Regions from separate parts of the Gossypium hirsutum genome. Here region 1 is linked to region 2. Evidence: chromatin contacts called from public Hi-C data. All regions are on one chromosome and are shown on one strand. Each heading gives the region's core, a stretch centred on a gene start, on an enhancer-like site or on the middle of the called end of the contact. The rest is flanking DNA. Distances are from core to core; before and after follow the strand shown.

What was found. Hi-C and Micro-C count contacts between places; a contact is called where the count stands out from the background.
Region 1: a Hi-C map of hypocotyl shows a contact between it and region 2, with 3 times the contacts expected there. The contact joins the enhancer-like site here to the promoter of LOC107895077 in region 2. A contact is called at or near these places in 14 of 34 Hi-C or Micro-C datasets (anther, callus, cotyledon and 4 more).

The regions. Positions count from the first base shown.
Region 1 is chrA13:85,668,086-85,675,228 of Gossypium_hirsutum_v2.1, reverse strand. No RefSeq gene overlaps it. Among protein-coding and RNA genes, the nearest start is that of LOC121212725, 29 kb to the left of the region's middle. Within about 2 kb of position 2,013, at least 2 of the 9 cell types and tissues checked have an H3K27ac peak or open chromatin away from gene starts, as enhancers often do. A contact at or near this core is called in hypocotyl and stem, where this site is marked.
Region 2 is chrA13:85,554,865-85,562,411 of Gossypium_hirsutum_v2.1, reverse strand. LOC107895077 reads right to left here and starts at 2,625. Exons shown (of 3, transcript XM_016820289.2): 1 at 2,250-2,625; 2 at 1,186-1,328; 3 at 1-66. The coding sequence starts at 2,382. The coding sequence ends at 52.

The DNA of each region.
Region 1 (7,143 bases), core at 764-3,263, 110 kb before region 2:
AAAACAATTAATTCCATCTAGAGGCCTAAAATAGAACTCTTTTCAAGAGTTACCACTTATATGCTATGGTTATCACGGACATGGTACAAGCTAGTTTGATGGCAACTGATGTTAGTTTCAACCAAGAGCTTCAATCTATATTCCAAACCTATTATGATGTTTTTCAAAAACCAAAGGGTCTCCCACATTCTCGACTACAAGACCATAAAATACCCTTGAAGGATGAACCAGTTGTGGTTAAAATAAAACCATACATGTATATTGCCATTTAGAAAACAGAAATGAAAAGGATAGTCTGTGAAATGATTCAGGCAGGGATCACTAAGGACTACAACAACTCCTTTGCATCCCCTATAGTGATGGTTAAAAAAATGGAGAATGGATACTGTGTGTGGATTATTAACAATTAAACCAGTTAACAATTAAAGAAAATTTCCCTATTCCTGTAATAGAAGAGCTCTTTGATAAACTTAGGCAAGCCAAAATATTTTCCAATCTATACTTTCGTTTCGATTAACACCAAATCTGAATGTGAGAACCTAGCATCCATAAAACGACCTTCTAGATGCACAAGGGCCACTACAAATTTTTAACCATGCCTTTCGGCTTAACAAATGCACCTTCCACGTTCCAAGCTTTGATGAATTCAATTTTTAAACCTTGGCTACGGAACTTTGTACTTGTTATCTTTGATGACATCCTTATTTATTTCTCTTCTTAGTAGGATCATTTGAGGCATCTCATGATTGTCTTTGAGGTTTTGAGACACCAACAATCATATGCCAAAAAAGGAAATGTTATTTTAGGGCCACTCGAATAGAGTACATGTGACATGTTATATCTCAAGAGAAGGTGGCAGTGGACCAAAACAAGGTTACCAGTATAATAAATTAGCTGACTCCGTGTGTTATAGAATTTAAGGGTTCCTTGGTCTTTCAGGGTATTAGCGAAGATTCATTAAAGACTATGGCACGATAGCAAGGCCACTCACTGACTTGCTTAAGTAAGTGAATGGAATTGGACTCAACAAGCTGACAAGGCCTTCACCACCTTAAAAATTGCCCTTAGTTCTGCTCTCGTCCTTGCCCTACTGAAATCTTAGCTTGTTTTTTATTTGGACACCGATGTCGGTATCTCCATAGTAGGAACAGTTTTACAACAACAAGGGCACCCCACAATTCTTTTAGCAAGTCTTTGTCGATTTATGAAAAGGAAATGCAAGTGGCTCCTTTGGCAGTAAAATAATGGCATCATTATCTGGTTGGTCGTCATTTTTGCATTCGAACTAACCATCAAAGCTTGTAATTCCTAGCTGACCGGCAGGCTGTTACCCTTTTTCAACATAAATGGGTCGCAAAAAATGCTTAGTTATAACTTTCATGTGCTGTATAGGATGGGAAGCACCAACGTAGGAGTCGATGCTCTTTTGAGACAGCGTATTGGAGCTAAAGGACAGTGTTTACAATTGGAAGATAGTTCGACGGTATATAGCTTATTAGCTCGAGTACAAGAAGCTTGGCAACAGGACCCTCGTTTTAACAAAATTTGTTTGAAGCTATAAGCCCAACCTTCATCCCATCAAAGTACAATTGGGATGTTCATTTTTTAAGAAGAAATGGGAAACTTGTGATTGGAAAGGATCAAGAGCTTCAAAAAGCCCTAGTTTCTTATTTTCATGAGAGTTCCACAGGGGCATTCGAGCATCCATGCTATGAGACAATGACTTGCAAGTATGGTTTACTGGAAAAGGGATGAATACAATTATTAAACAGTGGGTGAGAGAATGCTTTGTTTGCCAACGAAACAAGTATGATACCTCTGCTCATCTTAGGCTACTTCAACCACTCCCAATTCCTACTCTCGCTTGGTTCGGAGTGAACATGGATTTCTTCGAGGGATTAACCCCTTCTAAGGGAAAGAATTCCATTCTTGTAATAGTGGATACACTCACTAAATATGCTTATTTTGTAGGACTCTCTCATCCCTTTACAACTGTTACAGTAGCCCAAGCCCATCTTGACCATGTTTATAAGCTCCATAGGTTGCTGGATTCCATTATTTCGAACTGAGATTGGATATAGGTTAGCTTATTCTAGCAAGAACTATTTAAAAGGCTGGGAACCAAGTTGTACTTGACTATGACATACCACCCGAAATCTGATGGTCAAACGTAGATTTTAAACAAGTGTTTGGAGAACTACCTATGTTGCATGACATGAGAAAGAACCGGTAACTAGTTTGCTTGGAACTCATTGGCTAAGTGGTGGTATAATTCCACCTTCCACACATCCATTAACACCACTCCCAACAAGGCTTTTTATGGTCAGACACCACCCCACCACCTTTCTTATTTGGCTGGCTCTTCTAGGGTGGATCATGTGGACCGTAGTTTACAACAATGTGAAGCTACAAGGCATATCTGTCACTATCATCTCAAGTGAGCTCAGGACAGAATGAAACATTATGCTAAACAACATAGAAGTGAAAGATCCTTCCAAGAAGGAAGCTAGGTTTTCCTGAAGTTACAACCTTATCGGCAGCATTCACTACGGAAGTTTACTAACCAGAAACTCTCTCCACATTATTTTGGTCCATTTCAGTTTTGTCCAAGGTTGGTATTGTTGCCTACACCCTTCAGTTACTGCTAGACTCAAAGATTCATCCCACATTCTATGTTTCCTTACTTAAGCATCATGTGGGACATTAGCATGTATAGCCTACCCTTCCTTTGATAAACCCTGATGGCATGATTCTTAAAGAATCTGTCAGAATCCTTGACCATCGTATGGTTAAGAAAAATAATCAAGTAGCAACTGAAGTGCTTCTGGAGTGGGTGAACAGTTTTCCTGAGGATGCTACATGGGAATCTTGGCCAAAGCTGCAGCAACGATACCCCAACCTTGATCCTTGAGGACAAGGATCTACTTTAGCGAAAGAGTATTGTTAACGGACAAAATGTTGTTTTTAAATTTTAGTATTTTCTGTTGCACTTTTAATTTAAAATGTTGACTTTTATTTTACTTTAGTTAAAATGGGAGTTTTTGTGAAGGAAGCAAAAATGGTGCGTTTTGTCTTAAGTGTTGATGTAACTGTTTTAATGAAATGTTAAGCTGAGAGGGATAGCTATCCATAACCGAAATGACAGCTTTGTACCATACTTCTTTCTCTGAGTTGCTATATTCTGAAATGAGCAATGAAAGGCATGTAGAATGTGATTTTGGACTAAAGTTTACCCTATTTTCTCCTCTCTAAATTCTTCTATGTTTCTTCCTCTCTTTCTTCGATACAACTAGGATTCTATTGTGTAATACGTTTGCGGCATTATTATATGATTATTCAAAACTATCCAAACATATTAAAAAAACCTTTAAAAAAAAACAAATTAAATCTACTTATTATGAATAATTGATGATTACACTTAGGAGTAACATAATATAAAGTAGTAATAAATAACTCAACTTCAAAGTGTAAAGGTTGGTTCTGCTTTTCTTTTCTTTATTGCTTGAATGTGATTATAAAGTTGCACAAAGAAGAAAGGGAATAGATAACCATTTCTATAAGAGAACTGTGTAATTATAAATATGTAAATCTTCTAGTTTCAATGAACTTTACAATTTACATTTAGGGTTTCTTACATGATGTATATGCTCTTTATTTCTTTAAATATAAATACAATATCAACTATTTTGAAGGGGAAAGGAAAATATAATATAAACTATTAAATTGTATAATATAATTCAAAATATCACTATAACTACCACTAAAACTTATCTCATTCTTTGATATTGCTTAATTTAGAATTCGGCATTGGCAAAAATTTTAAATTTAGGGGCAAAATTGTTATAATCATTCTTTTTATACCTATTACAATCTTTTATAGAAAAATAAACCCTAAAAGAAAAGAAAAAACTAAAGGGACGAGGGAATTTCACTTTACAAGCTTTTTTTTCTTTTTTTTATTTATGTTAAATTATTTTATGTATAATTTTTGAGTTTTTTTATATATATTTAGAGTATTATAAACTTATATATTATTTTATATGTTTATAATTTTATTCTAGAGCATAATTTATAATTTTTTATATATTTATATTTTATTTTATGTAGACTTTTGTAACACCCTCAAACCTGGCTTAAAAGTTTAAGCCCAATCTAGAAGGGTTACACTAACGTATTGAAAACTGTTTTCTTTTCGGAGTTTTAACTTGAAGTCCAAAAATTCATTTTTTATCGATTTAGGTGATTTTGTGGTTTCGTGTTAGAAATTAACAGATACTGACGAGCTTATAAGAAAACAAGGCAAGTCCAAAAATAGATTACAAACCCAAAAGATCAAATCATAGTTATATCAATGCAAAACAATTCGAGCTTCCGTACGCCATCCAGTCCTAAGTCAGATGTCCACCTGAACAGATAAAGGTAAGACAAAGGTGAGCTACCAAGCACGGCATATAATCAAACTCAAATACAATTAAACATATCTTAATGTATAAATCAAAGTGACCCAAGAACTAAATAATAGTTTTATAACCAGTACGGAACAGATCTAGAGTATCACAAAGATTTCAACGATAGTAGTACAACAGAACCGAACAAAATGGAACGGAGCAGAACAGAATAGAATAGAGCAGAGGATGTGTTATGCAAATGTTGTATTTTTCAAGTAGATCAGAATACGGATTTATCAGAAAACATCCTACCCAAACTCCGCTACACACCAAAATAGAGTTCCCTTAGAACTCGTCCAACCAAATCACACCAATAGATAATTGTGGATAGTGCCACCAGAATTTTGCAGTTAAGATTGCCAGATCGGATACAAGTGGTCAAGCCACTATAGTACAGAATTATGTATAAACCACCAGATAATGCAGATCATTAATTGCCAGAAACTTCCTCATTTCACATCAACCTAAATCCCATGCAATATGTCATGATATGCATATGTAGAATCAGAGTGATGAGCGTGTAAGTCATGTTATCTTTCAATAATAAAATCAAGAGACATGAGGGTCCATGTTTTGTAAAACAGACTTATCAAGCCTCAACAGACCATATCAGAATTGCCATGAAGTCACATGCACTATCATAAATCAAAATCAGTAACAAGCAGTCTAACATGTTCAGATATCGTATATTCCTCATCAACAAAGTAATGTAGAGGGTTATAAACTAGAATCAGTAACAATCAATCTAACATAATCAGATATCACATATTCTTCATTAATAAAGTAACGTAGAGGCGTACCAACAAACTTAACAAAATACAGATCGTACCTAGATAATTCGCACACATTAGACAGTAGCACATTACATTCTTACAGATCCTACTCACTTAGGTTCAAACATAGCAGACATATGCACAAATCACAAGTTGTTCATCATCAAATCATTAGATATCAAGTTACATAGCCTAATTTAGATCGTACGAATCCTACAGTAGGCTGCATTCATTTCGAACGACGCTTGTGGCCCAAGAGAAAAATTCCAAATATTTCTTCACATACAAGTATGGTTTTACACGGCCTGGAGAACTGGCCCGTGTGACTCTACACAGTCTGGCACATACCCGTGTGCTTGCCCATGTGTCCTACATGGCCTAACACATGCCCGTGTCACTTGCCCGTATGGTCCTAATTCACAAACAGTAAGTTACACGACCTGGACACACACCCATGCCATTGGCCCGTGTGAACCCTGCACAATTCATAACCACACATGGTCTGGGCACACACTTGTGTGCCACCAATTTTTGTGAACAGTAAGTTACACGACCGTGTGGGGTCGATAGTCCTGTTTTTCAATAACTAAAAGTTGAATAAGAAGGGTTTCCGATATCCACCTGATACGGATTCAATACAGGAGCAACAAGGATGAATTCTCATTCCTAAAAGACAAGCAATTAAAATGATTAATTCGCATTCAAATTGCTAAAAACTAACATTCCAGAATCGAAGTTACATCGAAGAACTTTTGACACCAAATTTTAAATCAACTTACCGGTCAACGAATTGAACTGAAAAGGAGAAGTCAGACCCTGTACAAAATTAGTTCGGGATAACAAAACAAAAAGAAACGTAGTTTGAAGAGAAGAATCAAACGAAGAAAAAATAAAGAAAGAACGGAAGAATGGTAGAAACAAAAATGAATAGTAAAACAAAATTAAACAATATCATCAACTCAGGAGGTTTAGGAAGTTTATTTAACCACCTGAAACTAACTACCACACAAAAAGTTTCGAAAAGTAAAATATTCCCTATTAACTCCCTAAAGATTTGAACACTAGACCAAAGAATATACAGAAACTTAACCATTGAACCAACAAACTCATTTTTATCATCAATTGACTGAATTTAACTCATAACCCACATGTCCAAAATAGAGATTTAATCAAAAATAACAAAATTTCAAGAGGTAGGATTCAAACCCAGAACCTCACACATATAATCAGAATACTTAACCAAATCAATTCACTTATAAAAATTTCCCAAAATTTAAACTCAAAATCAAGAGATGACCACTCTTGATTTCCAACTCAATTTCTTCTAACCTGGTTTTTAGGATGTTACAACTTTAGCATGTTTGTATATATATTTCATGTTAAAGTTATTTTTCATTTCATGTCATGTTTTAAACATTTTATTATTATGATTTAATTTAGAGAATAATGTATTTGTCAATAGCAAGTCTTGATTTTCAACTTATTTTTGCATAATTTGTCATACTAAATAATTATTTTAAAAAAATACTTGAGTGTTTGTGTCAAGTTTTATTTTTTTTATGTGTAAAATATTATAAATTTATATATTTTTTCATGTTTTAATTTATTCCATTATTTTGCACAATTTTATCATAATAATTAAATTTTAACTCTAAATTTGAAACATTAAATCGTTATAAATTTCATAATCTTGCGAAATGAGCAAGTATGGTCTAGTATTAATTATATTTATATTACTTTTGTACTTATTTAACCTATTATATTCATCCTTCATTTTAATATTACATCTTAAATTATGTTTTGCTAAGATTCTCAAGACAGGCAGTAAAGATGAATTAAAAGGAAGATTTCAGATGTCTCATGTAATTTATAAACTTAAAATCTTTATAATTATATTGATTACTGCAAACAAAAATTTATTG
Region 2 (7,547 bases), core at 1,376-3,875:
AATTGTTTACCCACCAACATATAATCTTAGAGGAACTTCAACAACATCAACTCACTCCACTTGCTCCTGGAAAAAGAAAAGAGAAGTAAATTAACTTTCTTATAGAGATTCTTGAAACATATAATATGCAGAATAATATTGAAATAAACTAAAATCTAGAAGCATCCTTGCTATGCAGATTTTTGATAAAGTTAGAACTTAATAGACCAGACTGTAAAAGTGTCAGGAAAATCAACAACAACATCTACTCTGGACAAGAATAGTTGCCCTAAACTGCCAAGGCTCTATGCAAAGATAATCCACTACACTGGGGCCAATAACCAACGAGACATTTTCACCTGAGAAATTGGCTATGCTTGGGCACTGGCAAAAAATATTTTTTCCCCTTGCAGCAGCAGATTTTTACACACAACTTTCCCATCAAAATGCCTTTCATAAAAGTTAAGCAATAATTTATACTAGAGACCTCCGGTCCCTATTCAAATATAAGTTGATCTGATGCCTATGTTTTTGCATAGATGGGCTTGGGGTGGAGTACTCCATAAAAACCTGAACACCCCCTTCAATTTTCAACCTATAGGTCGTTATATTTTATTTTAACAGGGCTACTCAAAGGTCAAGGGCCTACGAGTAGGGCGTACTCTAGGTGAGAAACAATTAATAACCTGATGGTTTATGACATTTTAAGCAATTATTCAAGAAAAGCTCAATGAAAGTTGTTTCAGCTCAGTAATTGAAATATATGCCAATGCCCATATTTGATTCATCAGCATCACAGTTTCACTTTCCACAATATTTCAGATTTTTATATATACATACATCTAATTCTAGTCATTGTTAGAAGAAATTAACCTACGAAAAAGGTTCACTCATCATCACCATTTTTTTAATTCAGATTGATTACTCTTAGATGGCTCTAATAAAGTTGGTTGAGTGTGAGCATTGAAGTTGACGATCACAAAATCGATTAGCGGGCATTCATAACCTAACCCAGAATGACCCCACCAGTGCTGATGCATATCCTCTCATTTAACACCTTGAGATGACTGTTGATAAGTTGAAGAAAATTTTAACATTTGTAGTGGACAAAGGATTACACTAAACAATTAGAACATGAATGTGCAACCTAGAAAAAGGAAGAGTCCAGAAGATTAAACCCATAGTTCAATAAAACATTAGTTCAACCTTGGGTGCAGGAGCATCATCAAGCTTCGGAGGAGCCAACTTTGGAGAATATCCACCAAAAAGACAAGAACAATCAGTGTATGCGGATCCAATCGCAATCCCAGCACCAAAAGCTACAGATGCCCATCGAGTCACTGGACTCCCTGACAGGACAAATCAAAGTTATTAACTCAAGGAAGGATTAAGGAAGACATGCAAAGCAGAAAGCATAAAAACGGAAAGGCATGATAGCGACAATGCCTGGAAATACAAGTACTAGAAGAAAACTGAAGCAATTCAAAATGGAAGAACTCAGTTTACTTTGTCCACGGCTTAGATTAACATCTAGTAAAAAGTTAAAATGCATAATCACTTCAACCGTTTAGGCTTTTCCAGGTAGCATTGATGATTGAAGGTGGCTATGAGTCATAAATCATAAACAGTTCCTTTCCACTCTCCCCACAAAGCAGAGCCTTAATCAAGTTCCTCGTCATTTCTAGGCAATTTACAACAAAGGCAAAAAGGAGCTACTTCTGGTGTTGGAATATAAGGTGAATCAAAACCAACATGCAGGGATGCAAGGTTCTCCTTAAGGAAGCCACTTGGTCTCAAACGTTGCCACTTAAATGGATGGTAAAGTGCACAACAAAAATGTAAATAGCAGCCATAGCACGATATTATGGCTGCAATTTGCATTTGTGGCTCTCTTTGCCACCAGTATTCACTGTAGATATTTGCTGCAACTGATTGTAGTAACATACCTCGCACTCGCAACCAATAAACACAACACATCCAAAAAAGTATCCACGACAGCAATTTAAATCCCTACATATTTTGGACATGTATATACATCATATTTACATTAACATCTACAGCTATGAATGTAGAGCAGGCGCATATATAACTGGAAGAGCGAACGCTACCGAGTGCAGAACAACATAGAAACAACTAGATGAAAGATAAAAAGTGGATATGAGAATACAAAATTTGTAGAACCATTTAGGCTAATCTGCAATGGGGCAAATCGAAAACAACATATCTTAAAAAGGAGAAAGAAATAAAGAAATTAGGGAAAGAGAACAAACTGAAGAAAAGGAGGCCACCAAAAGCGCCAGCCAAGGATGAATAAACGAAGCGGCGGAGAGTGAGATCGATGCAGGCGTCCCATTTTGCGTTCATGTCATACTTTGACGGCGTCAATTCCTTGTTATCCCCCATTTCAGAGCCTTATGCAGTACAACTATTACTTTCGTTATTTCTTGGAATTTTTGCTCAGATTTCCTTCTTTTTACTTCGTCTTCGTTTGATTCTCCTTTTGTTTTCTGGGTAATCTGCCGCAATGCCTCTCAGATAAGTACAGCTTGTTTTTCCTTCCTCCTTTTTCTTTTTTCTTTTCAACTTACGGCATCCATCGAAAAAATGGGATCAAGAACAACAAGGGCCCAAAAAAGCCCAATAGTAGAAACGTCTCAAAACAGCTCAAAAGATGTAATAATAGAAACAAGGTCCAAACAAGCCCAGCTCCCCACGATATTCAACTATTTGACCCTTGCTATCATCAGAATAGGAGGGAAAGGAAGTGCCAAAGGATGTTGGGGAAGTAGAGATGCAAGGGGGCTGCACCGGTTGTCAGCATGAATGCCTTCGGCAAAGACCACGCCTCGGCCAAACTGAAAAAAGGAAGTTATCGACCACCGTTAAAGCCAATCATGAGCAGCGACGGAAGAGACCCATTAGCCATAAAAATGGCCCCAACCACTAACAAAAATAGAGTTTGTGTGACGAAAGCCAAGGACTATCAAGCTTCGACCAACTGGGAACTTAAACGGTGGCGACCCCATCCATGCCCCCCAAAAAATAACAAAGGCTAGTGTTAGAATTGTGTGACCCAAATTCTAAGAGATTGCTTGCAAGTCAAGTTAAACAAAAATATATTTTCTTTCTAGAAGATTTAGTATTTATTAGTATAATATATTTAGCATTTATTAGTATAGTTTATTTGACTTACTAATTTAGCCTATAAATAGGCTCCTTTACAATCTTAGAATTAATAGACACCCATTAGATTAGAACTCATAACACATTCAGAGAATTTTGTGTTTACGTTTGAGGGTTCTTTGTTTTATCGGGTTTTTGGGGTTTAGTTTTTATCTCCATCTTTTGTACTCTTCATTCTTTTGCCATTATAGTAAAATTATCTTTGCCCGTGGTTTTTTATCCTCTTTTGAGGGGTTTTTCCACGTTAAATTTGTGTGTTCATCTTCTCAATTTCTTCTACTATTTTTACTTGTTCGTTGCTTATTCGGGACGATCCTAATAGCTAGCAAGCAAGGAACACTAACCTGGAAAATAAAAAAGAAAGAAAAATATAAGTAACATCGACTAAGGAGTTGCAAACGCTAAAATGGTAGAGAAATGGAACCAAACAAAATCATCGTTGGTAAGGAAAGAAGCCAAAAAGGCCTCAGCTAACTTCTCTCACAAAGGTTTTTGGCCAAGGATCCTCTCATTCTGTCGAGCAAGATCCAACAAAAGCAAACAGATGTGCCCATCGTAGGAACCATGAAAAGAGAGGAGGAGATTCTTTTCAGTTGAAGGGAAAAAAAAGCAAGAGGGTAGAGGAAGGAATGACGACGGCTGGTTTGGCAATTAGCCCTATTGTTGGCTAGATAGAAAGCAAAGACAGTGGTTGTATTATTTTATCTTTACTATCATTTTTTAGCATGGCTGAAACCACGAAGAGAGATGAGGAGATGGTTTCATGTTGAAGGAGGAAAAAAGCAAGGGAAAAGGATACCAGCATTTACTTAACTTTCAATGGTGTGAAATTAGTCACTAATATTTACGAAAAGTGGTAGATTAATCATTAATATTTTTGAAAAATGATAAATTAATTACCCAAGCCCATTTTTTGGTACAAACCTAATGGGACAACTGACATGGCTCGACCAGATGTCCATGTTGGATCTGGTGTCCTAAGTGTAGTATTTTCGTCAAAGTACACTTGTAAATTTCTGAACAAATTAGTTAATAAAATTATTCATGAATTACATTAATACTTTGTATATTGTCCTCAAATGGTTTTTGTATGCAAAGTAAAATGGAAGTAAATGTTACTCATTGGTTTTCTATTGTTTAATTAATATTTAGTGATATTACGTGGTCAGATTGTAATATAGAAAGACAACTTGTATTAGTAGATAAACCTAAACATGTCCTTAGTCTAATCGGAACTGAACAAACCGATTGAAAGACTAATATTTCACCTATCAAGTCCAATTGGGGAGATGTTTTGTCTTGGGCATCGAAGCGGATGACTCTTAGAAGATAAAGACATAGATGTGACTGACTGGATTAACAGTACATCGAATTGGATCCAAGTAGAATAGATCCTAAATCCGTTTATGGATTTATTCGCTTGTGACGCTCATAGTGTGGCATACCTAAATCTTGGGTGGATGGCAGACTATGTATACGTGACTCATATACTTTGATGTAAGTAAAAGTATAAGTTTGAATAAATAAGGAGCCGAAAGTTGATGTGGAATTTATAACCTGAGACATAGGTAAATTATATCCTCTCATAGGCATTACATGGTTGATGAAAAGTAAACGTGCCACGGGTCGTTCGTCTTTGTGATGGATAACTTTATCCCTATTTGATAGTCATTGACTTTTCATGAAGGAAGATGTAATGGTTACCATAAGATAAAATAGAATTATATTGGGAAAACATATATTATCTTAAAGAGATCAATGATATACTATAAGGGTAACACACTTATGACAAGGTCATTGGGTGAATGTTGAATAATTGCTTTCGTAATAATATGTCGTTAGGGAGAGCTCAGCCACAATACTATAGTGAAATGTCTTCATGATTAAATGAGTTTATAATTAATAGACGAAAAGCCAAAACTTAATTATAAATCATTTGAGCCTTAATTACATATGTCAAATCGATCCCTCTAATAGCTCGTTGAAACCGGAAATGAATTACGTGTTTAAATCAAAATGAACGGAATGAATACAAACAAAGAAATAGAAAACATTCAAAAATCATTATGGTTTTCTTTGAAATGGAGAAATGGAATTATTTGGAAATAAATGTGGGTTTTAAAAAAATTGGAAATGAAAATGAGAAATGATCCATTTGCAAATATATATGGATTGCTCAGAAATGATCAGAAGAATGATTTTATGTTTTTGAGCAGTTTTAAAGCCCAAAAATGAAAATAAACCATTCAGTCATAATGAATAAGTTGAGTTGTGAAATATTAAATATATTTTCTTGAAAATTTTACCAGGGGTAAAATCATCATAATTTTACAGGGGTAAAATTGGGATGAGAAAGTTATTTAATTGGAAAATTAATATTTATTTTGGAAAATAGAAAAATATGTATTGGGTTGGATTAAATTGTAAAGTGTTGGACAATTTTTATTGATTTATTAAAATGTTGATTAAATTTGTTGTTATATAATTTTATAGGTTGTTTGAAAGAAACTAATCAGGTATGTTTCTATTTCCATTTTTATTTTTTTAATTCGTATGTTTTTATATTTAGATAGTTTATATTAATTTTAATTATATTATTATTGTAATCTAACATAATTTTTTTTATTGTAGATAAATTATGGGAAATAATTAGATATTTACCGTGTTTTTTCTAAAAATTGAAATAATTTATTGTATTTTTTGAAACAAATTAAATGAATTCATTTTTTTAATTGCAGATTTGCAGCAAATGGGTTCTTTGATTAATAATAATCATATATCAAGTACTATTAATGAAATGGTAATATTTTTTTTTATTTGATACTCATGTTATTTGCGGAATAAATTATATTGTATTAACTATTTTGCTAATTTAATAATGTCAGGGCCCGTACCGCGTATTGAGGGGCCGTGTTAATAGTGTAGGGTTTCTGCCAGATGAACACCTGATACCATACTTAGAGTTAGCCGGGTTCGGATCAGCGGCATTGATCCAGACTTTTGATCTGTGATACGTTTTGATTTTTGCTTTAGTTGAGCGATGGCGTCCAGAGACCCACACATTTCATTTGTCGTATGAGGAGTGCACCATCACTCTAGAGGGTGTTGCACTACAGCTAAGGCTCACCATCGAAGGGAATGCGATCACGAGCATAAGTTCGATCTCTAGGCCGACTGCCTTTTGCTATGAATTACTTGGATCCTCACCAAGTGAGGAGAAATTTGCTAGTTTGAGGTTTTCATAGCTAAAGGCCAATTTTGAGTATTTGCCGAGTACTACTGTTCCAGCTTACATTACGTACATTATAGGGGGTGTACTCATGTCGGATGCAAACAGAAGTACAGTCCACTTGATGTACTTACCCCTATTATCCAATTTGCATAACATCCGTTCATACAGTTGGGGGTCCGCAGTGTTAGCCATGTTGTATCGTGAACTTTGTCAGACAACAGATCCTTCTGCGATGGACATAGGTGAATGTTTTATACTACTGCAGTCGTGGGCACTTTACCGGATGTCATTCTTGGCATCCATTAGTCACCAATCATATACATTTCTACTTGTTAATAGGTGATGAATTTTTACTCGTTATAACAATTAGTTGACTTTTTTTTCAGATTATATTGTTCTAACAATTTGTTTTCATAGATAGAGCACTAATCCGGGTATCGAGAGATCATACACGGTTTCGATATATCGTCTAATGATTGAGAATCATACTAGAGAGGGGGTAAATTTTTCCAATATAAACTTAATTTTATTATTTTATCTCACTCGACCCGCGTTAATATAATTGTGCAGTTCATTTGGATGTCGTATTCTGTTCTAGAAATTATGACAGTTATTCCCTCATCTGCCTATGTCCACTCAAACCTATGGTGTATTAGCGCACCTGTTATCAATTTTCAGATAGTGGAGTGGTATCATGGCGATCAAGTACTTCAGCAGTTCGGTTGCATACAATATATCCCGACACTGCTAGTACGATTGGGCGAGATCCATAGGATGATCAGGAGGGGGAAGTATGAAAATGATTGAAGAGAAGTGCATGAAGAATATATTATGATATGGAACAACCAATTGGGGAGGGTACCTTATATGGATCGTGCTTTGGATCTGCAGGCCTCGTTAGAGTACATATAATGGTACTGTGAAATAGGGAAACCATTTTTTTTGGTGGGCAGTCAATGGTAGTCCCTCTGCATATGACACAAATTGGGCAACCCTTTCCAGATCCACATCATGCACTAGAGCCAGAGCCAGAACTACACTCTGGGGATAGTTCTTATCATCTAGATTTGGAGGGCGATGACTATTTTCCGGGCTCGTCAGGCCATGGATATCATTCAAAGTTTGATATCTTCAGCCCACTACCACCTCAGTA